2 separate regions of the Hordeum vulgare genome follow, and region 1 is linked to region 2. Evidence: chromatin contacts called from public Hi-C data. All regions are on one chromosome and are shown on one strand. The core of a region is the stretch at or near the end of the contact, and the rest is flanking DNA. Distances in the headings are between cores, read along the strand shown.

Region 1 (3,684 bases), core at 120-2,619, 310 kb after region 2:
TACCAGTTCATGATCGTTTATGCGTAAAATAGTCTTCTTCTTCTTGTACTCGTATGTTAGTCAGATGCAAATGCTTAGTGCTTCTTGTAGCCTCACCACTTAACCATTCCTTATCCATTAAGCTTTTTTAGTATTGGTACACTTTGAAACTAGATTGTTGAGTCCCTTAAAGGTTCACAGATTACTACAACACAAGGTCCAGGTATAGGTAAAGTGATGCTTGTTCGATTTGGAGTTCTTATTCTTTTTATTCTTCGAAGATCATAGGATGGCTTCGAGGTTGACAGCGTGGGATTAGCAAGGTCGGCGTCATCTTCTTTCATTTGTTTTCATCCGTAGTCGGATCCTGCTCTTATATATGATGATTACTATGTATTGATGTATTGAGATATTCATGTCGTAACTTGTGGTGAGTGTAAGCCCATATCTTTCATTTTATTTTCTTCAGTACATGTATTTCTGATGATATCCATCTTGCTAAAGTGTCTCCGATATGCACTTCTATCCTTAGCGATACTTTCAAGTTTCGTGGGGATAGGACCGCATATTGGGCATTACACATGCACACATATTGTTCGACAATATGGTCCAACCAGACTCGGTATATTCTTTGTCTCATATGACATTTGCACTGGTCAATTCATTTGTTGCACATATTATTTGATCAAACTTGTAAGATGATACATTAGTTGCGATGCATATTGTAGGACCAAATAATGCTTAACATAATAAATTGACAAGAGCATTTCAATTTGACATGAGGGTCCCAAATCTCTCGTGTTTGGAGTTAGGCAAACATTAGGCACAAAAAAGAAGAAGGTACTGAAGCCAAGAAGTCCAGCATTCACATAGTTTGAAGATGCTTTGTTGGTTTATAGTTAGTTGAACACTAGCACGGATCCTGCATCTCGAACCAGACATAAAGGAGTCCAATATTAAGAATATGTGGTGCCTCACCCAATCATTAGCAGGCGTTGCCCGTGCTTTCTTTGTCATAGATGGTCCACTATCCAAGAGAACCTGAGCAAGTTTCTTGGTTTTCTAAAACAAGTCGTTGGCCGAAACCAAAGCGGCATTGAAGTTTTTGCATGTTTGTAGTCTTGAGATGTCTACGTGAATTATCCACTAGTATAAAAACCTTGGAGCTACCCTCATGGATGGAGATGTTGTATCTTTCAATGGGTCAGGGAGATTAAAGGTAGGATAAATCACCAGTTTTTCTTTTATATAATGAGCTTTTTATATAATAAGCCGATGAGGCTTCAGTTTTCTCGAAAAAATTAGGATAAAGTTATAATGTTCAGGGTGTCGCCTTCTATGGCCCATGCCCCACAATTCATGACTCTACACCCATAGGGCCTCCACACCAGTGGCCCAAGAGCTGATGGCCCTCCATGCTTTTGCGCCAGCCAACCTCCACACACAAGCAAGCACGGTCAAGCAATGCACACAAACTAAGGGTATGTGATCCCCTAAATCCGGTTAGGGCGTAAAAAATCAGTTTACTCCTCTAACGGATACCTACTTGAACTCCTAATGTGTATAGTAGAGTAAAAAAATATTCCTCGGCCCCGCGGACGGCTAAATATACTCGACCTTCACCCGGTCGAGTAAAATTTGCTGCCACTTTTCGATGGCCCTGCGGACGGCTAAATATACTCGGCCTTCACCCCGCACTGCACTCGCACTCATGCACCTATCGACGACTAACCATCGACTCCGTCGCTTCCTCGCTCCCACCAAATGACCCACACCCCGACGGTCCCTTCCGATGTGCTCACGCTGCTGCTCATCGGTGAGTCTAGAGTCGCTGCTCTAGGCACCTTATTGCTTGATTTGCTCGCCCGCAAGTGATCAAACCAGCTGAAATCAAACGCAAAACGACCCTAGTTTTTCGCATGTGAGGGGCCTAAATATCCGGTTTTGAAAGTTGTCTTTTTAGAAAATGTGCATCCATTTCCAAAAACATATTTATCCGAAAAGATTCTAAAATTAAAAAAATCATTTTTTTCTATTGATTCAAAAATAAAAAATAAATCAAATGTGTTTAGTAATTTAAAAAATATCAAATTAAAAATAATCGTCGAATTCACAAAATGAGCATTGAATTCAAAAATCATATATTTTAAAAATGTTCATCGTATTAGAAAATGTTCATTTAATTAAAAAAGTTCTTGACTTCACATTTTGTTCATGAAATTTAAGAAAAATGATCATAGAATTTAAAATTTGTTCATCAAATATAAAAAATGTCCATAACTGCTAAAACATAGTTCTACAAAAATTCAAAAAAAATCATCCAAACTCTAAGGATATCCGGTTTTCAAGTCGTGAACATTTTTTAATTACAGCTATTTTAAGTTTGTAAAATTTGTCTAAAACTCTGAACTGTTTTAAACAAGCAATAAAACAGGAAAAAAATCATAAAAAAGCAAAAAAAAACTGGTCTACAGGTTAAGTTGTTTTCCATCGTGTAGAGCGATGAATGGCGCAACAAGAATAACTCGCACGAAGCAAATTAGTACGATGTTTTGTTGAAACGTCTACAGTAATAAGATTGGCTCATTCACTTATTATTAATAGAACACCTAAATGATAACGTACATAAGTGTGGCAGAAGGCAACATGATCCACACGCCTTTATAATCATTTACTTTGCCACGTCAAGCATACGACATCAGCAGATATTTTTTAGACTTATTTTTTTTATCTTTTAAATAAAAATCCAATTAAAAATCTGTTTTTATCATTAAATCCGTCTTGATGAGATATTCAAAATTAGATACCATATTGGTATATTCTGATGACCTTTTTTGGGGCCAAAAGTTGCTATGATGTTTACACTAAAGTTGCCATGACATCTTGTATCTCTTTTTTTCTAGATTTAAAGCTACCATTGTATTTCAACTACTCTTCATGATAATTTTTACTAATTGACCATTGCAAATTTTAGTAATTAACCATGGAAAATTTTATTCATACATCATGACAATTTTTAATAATTTATCATGGCAAACTGGGCTTATAGATCATGGCAATTTTAGTATTATGACAATGGCAATTCTATTATTTTGAACATGGAAAATATTTTTTCAATAACCATAGCAAATTTTAGTGCGTATATCATGCCAAATTTAAGTAATTCATCATGAAAATTTTAGTCTATAGTTCATGGAAAATGTGAGTCATTGACCATGCAGTCTTAAGTTAATTGAGGGGATATTTTATTTTTATTATGAAGCTTGTCAAAATTATTTCATGAATCATGGAAAATTTTAGTAATTCATTATGGAAAAAATAGTTTCTTAATTTTTTTATAACATGTTAAAATTTACTTTAAACATAGAAAAAAGCAGTTGAAATATATGATCACAATTTCAATGTAATCAAGATAACAATTTATATGCAATAGACATGGTAATTTTTAACACAAAAAAGTCGTCAAAACATATTCATATGAGATCTAGTTTCGAAGATCTGGTGCGTCGACCTTTATAATCATTTATTTTGACACATCAAACATATGACATCGGCAGATTTTTTTTTTTGACTTAAATTTATTTATCTTTTAAATAAAAATCCAATTAAAAACCATTTTTACCATTAAATCCGTCTCGATGAGATGTTCGAAATTAGATATCATATTGATATACCCCGATGACCTTTTTTGGGGCCAAAAGTTGC
Region 2 (3,757 bases), core at 532-3,031:
CAGTCATGTTGAGGTCCCTGAAAATGAATCCGTTCGCTTTGCCTTCCCCTCCCTACATTCATAACATCATATATGTAATATTTTTAGGGGAATAATGCTATATATGCCTATGGCTTGCAGTGGTGTATGCAACCAACAGTTGAAACTTGAAATCTTTAATCTGATGCATGGGACACATATGCGCAACACAGAGAAGGCATGTAGATACAGCTTCAGTGTTACCTGCCACGATTTGATCCTGACACCGTTCATCGTATTAAAGAAGTTGCAGTTGGATACAGTAACACTCTCCACCATCGCTGGGCCTTCACCATCAGCTCCAAGGCTTCCCACACTACATAACAAGATGAAAAAAGCTGCTTAGCTTAATGTATGCCACTCACTAGAGAAGTTCATCAATCCTTATGCACTTGGTCAGTACAGGCCTGCATGAGAAAGGATGTACATTTGTATTACCTAATGCCATGACCAGGCCCACACGTGATGTCGGTAACGTTGACATCGGTCGTGCCCGTCAGAATCGACACACAGTCATCGCCTGCACTTGTCGAATGTATCTATGTCAGCAGCAGTGTTGCAAGCATACATATCAAGAGTGTTGCAAACACACGTGTGGTCATACTGCAACACACATGGAAGTAATGGGTTTTATCAAGGGCTACTCAAGGAGGGCGGGGCTGTACCGGACTGGATGGAGCAGGAGGAGATGTGCACATGGCTGCAGCCCCCCATGGTGATCCCGTCAGTGTTGGGGCTGTCGCCAGGGGCGGTGATGGAGACGTTGTTCACCTGCGCGTGGCTGCACTTGTACATGCTGATGTGCTTCTCGGCGCTGTCCTTGAGGCGTATGTTGGTCACCCGTAGACCGTTGCAGAACGAGAATGCCACCAGCTGGTTTACATGTGTGTGCAGGTCTGAATGAGTTTCAACATACATACAGATCGATCTTTGTCTTTCTATACCGGACTAGTAGTTCCGGATTGAAACTGAAAAGGGTATTTTTGGATCGACAACTGGAAGACGTGTTGCGTGTGTGCTTACCATTGGCCGGGCACTGCATTTCTGTCAGAGTTGAGAGGGGCAGCTGATCAGATTGTGGGCAAGATATGAAGATGGATTGAAGAAGCAACGGCTATGTTTGTGTCTGTTGTTGTTACCTTATGGTTGTGGCAATCCCACCAGGGGGCGCCTCGGCCGTCGATCTGGCCGCTCCCGTCCACCGTCAGGTTGTCGACCTCGTGGAAGGTCAGTATGTTTGACGATTTTAGCTGCCAGAGAGTTTTTGGCGCCACGATGTCCCCGTCCACCTGCAGAAACGCTCCAACCTCAGTTACATTGTCGGCTATTATATGTAATGTACTAGAGATTTGACAAGAAGATGGATGACCCAGGACGGTCAGATCGTCGGTAGACGGTAGGTGTTTGTTACCTGGACGGTGATGGGCGACCTGCAGGGTCCACTGAAAGTGGCGTCGCGCAGCAAGAAGGTCCTTCCTGCAGGGATGTACACGTTCGCCCCGCCGCTGTCTCTGCACGCTGAGTTCCATGTCTCCTCGAACGCCTAGACGGAGTATGCAGACGAGTAAGTCAGAAAGATCTCATCTGGTCTGATCGGCAATGTGTACCCTGTTGTTATACCTTGGTATCATCCGTCTCGCCGTCCCCAGCGGCATGGAAAGCCATGACGCTGTACCGAGTCCCTTCGCCTTTCCACACCGCTGTCGCCGTCGCCGCCGCGGCAGCAGATCGAACTGCGGCCGATACCACAAGAAGCAGCAGCACAACCCTCTGCCATTTTCAAGATCCTTACGTTAGGCTAAACAACATATAGATGATGATGATGAGAAGGAAAATCTACATGAAGTACTACTTTTCGACCGAGCTGGTGAGCAATGGTAGAGCGCATACCATGATGGTCACCAACGCCGCCACGATCAGCAACAGAATCGGCCGAAGAAGAGCTTTCCAGGGATGCTAGTACCGTCGGTCGAGTACTGATGATACAGCCAGTCGTGTGTGCGTCAATTTATACGCGCGCGAGACGGGGGCGCGCGAGCGCAGGCGTAGCAGCAGCAAATTGAAGCCAAATATATCTCGTTTGTCGTGGTAGTAAAAGCCGTGGGAATCAAAACTCTCCATGTATTTAGATCTCGTGTTGGAATTCATTTCTTATACGTAGGAGTAGCTAGGTTGGATCGGCGCAGGAGATCGCGGCCGTCTGTCCTTTCCAGGTTTTAAAAGAGGAGATAGCTAGCTGTGCGCGAGCCCCAAAATGCCATGCGGTTATCTCGCGCAGCTGGTCTGTGCGTTGATTGACAATAGAAATAAACTGCGCGCCATTTACAGAATGCAATCGCGGCCGTGTCCCCGCTTGGGATGGCTTGATTAAAAAGGAGGTGAATTTATATTCCCTTGGCGAGCAAGATACAGAGGATATCGTTGCGGGCGGTTAGGGATCAGGCGAATGCATGCATGCACGTGGGCCGTGCAATCGCGAGATGGACGGCCTGGATGGGGCCGTCCGGACAGTCGTCGACAGGTGGGACTCGCACCTATGGACAAGGGCAAAGTTATCAGACGTTTGACTCAGTCCGCCTGACATGTGGGACCGATGCTGACGTGGCTCGATATGCTTTTTTGGCATGAATATGCCTTACGTATACACACCGTATTTTCGTGTATAAGGACTGTATTGAAGCATTTTTCGAGTATGAGGACCATGTTGGATCTAGCCAGCAACTAAAAGGACCGTAGATGCAATTATCTCGCAGTGAATACTCCGAAAATACATTGGCCATCAACGTTTCTTGCGAGTCGTGATGATGGCTCACGTATGTGTGTTAGCGAAAAGTTTCTCCTACTTTTTTAAAATAAATAATCGGTGTAGTGTTTCATGATTTATCTCGAATTATCCTAATATTTAACGGAGCCAATTTTAGAGAAAGAAATGCAGAAGTATTGGGAACTGTGCATCCACATGAAACATACTCAAGTTAATGATTTAGAGAATCCATGACCGTCGAGGGGCATGTGCGAGAGGTGTGATCGCATATGCCTTCGATGAGGGATTAAAGCAGTCCTATTGTGAGAAAACCCAAGAAACCAGGAACTCGTCGACTTAGTTTTTTTAAAAACTGTGCACATACGTAAATTCTTCTTCGGCTCCATGTAAAAAAGAACGTTTTCTCTCCCTTCGTTCACGCTCCATCAGGACGACAAAGAGTCAAGGGCGCCTAGGGTTCTAACTTCCCATCCTGCGACTCAAGCAGCTCGACCCGGTCGGCTGCACCCCTCGCTAGCCTTCAGTGCCTCATCCCAGCCTCTCCCCTGTCTTCCCTGCATCGATCTCGTCTCAGCCTCCCCTTCCATCACGTGCATCGGTCTCCTTTGCCTCCACCTGGTTTTTCCCATTGAGCGGAATCCCGTGGAGTACTAGTTACGTTGCCGACATCCCGTACCCCTAGACAGGTAACCTTGATACATCTCGAATGTTTTTACTTTTTCAAACACTTTTCCTCTTGTTTTGGACTCTAATTTGCATGATTTAAATGAAACTAACCCAAGACTCACATTGTTTGGAGCAAAACTATCATGGTGTTATTTTTGTGCAGAAATAAAAGTTTTCAGAATTGGCTGAAACTTTTTGTTAATTTTTTCTGGAATCTTTGTATTGTTGCCACTAAGGATAAACAACAGGGATAGTTCATATTAATTGAATTCCCTTTGTCTACATCATGTCATCATTCTTCAAGCATTA

The links. Hi-C and Micro-C count contacts between places; a contact is called where the count stands out from the background.
Region 1: a Hi-C map of leaf shows a contact between it and region 2, with 4 times the contacts expected there. The contact joins the enhancer-like site here to the promoter of LOC123439563 in region 2. A contact is called at or near these places in 4 of 6 Hi-C or Micro-C datasets (leaf, seedling and an unstated tissue).

Annotation. Positions count from the first base shown.
Region 1 is chr3H:79,969,667-79,973,350 of MorexV3_pseudomolecules_assembly, forward strand. No RefSeq gene overlaps it. Among protein-coding and RNA genes, the nearest start is that of LOC123439565, 150 kb to the left of the region's middle. Within about 2 kb of position 1,370, at least 1 of the 3 cell types and tissues checked has open chromatin away from gene starts, as enhancers often do. A contact at or near this core is called in leaf, where this site is marked.
Region 2 is chr3H:79,661,504-79,665,260 of MorexV3_pseudomolecules_assembly, forward strand. It overlaps LOC123439563 (polygalacturonase ADPG2-like), which reads right to left and starts at 1,782. Exons shown (of 8, transcript XM_045116259.1): 1 at 1,639-1,782; 2 at 1,430-1,561; 3 at 1,158-1,307; 4 at 684-891; 5 at 457-538; 6 at 223-334; 7 at 1-52. The coding sequence starts at 1,683.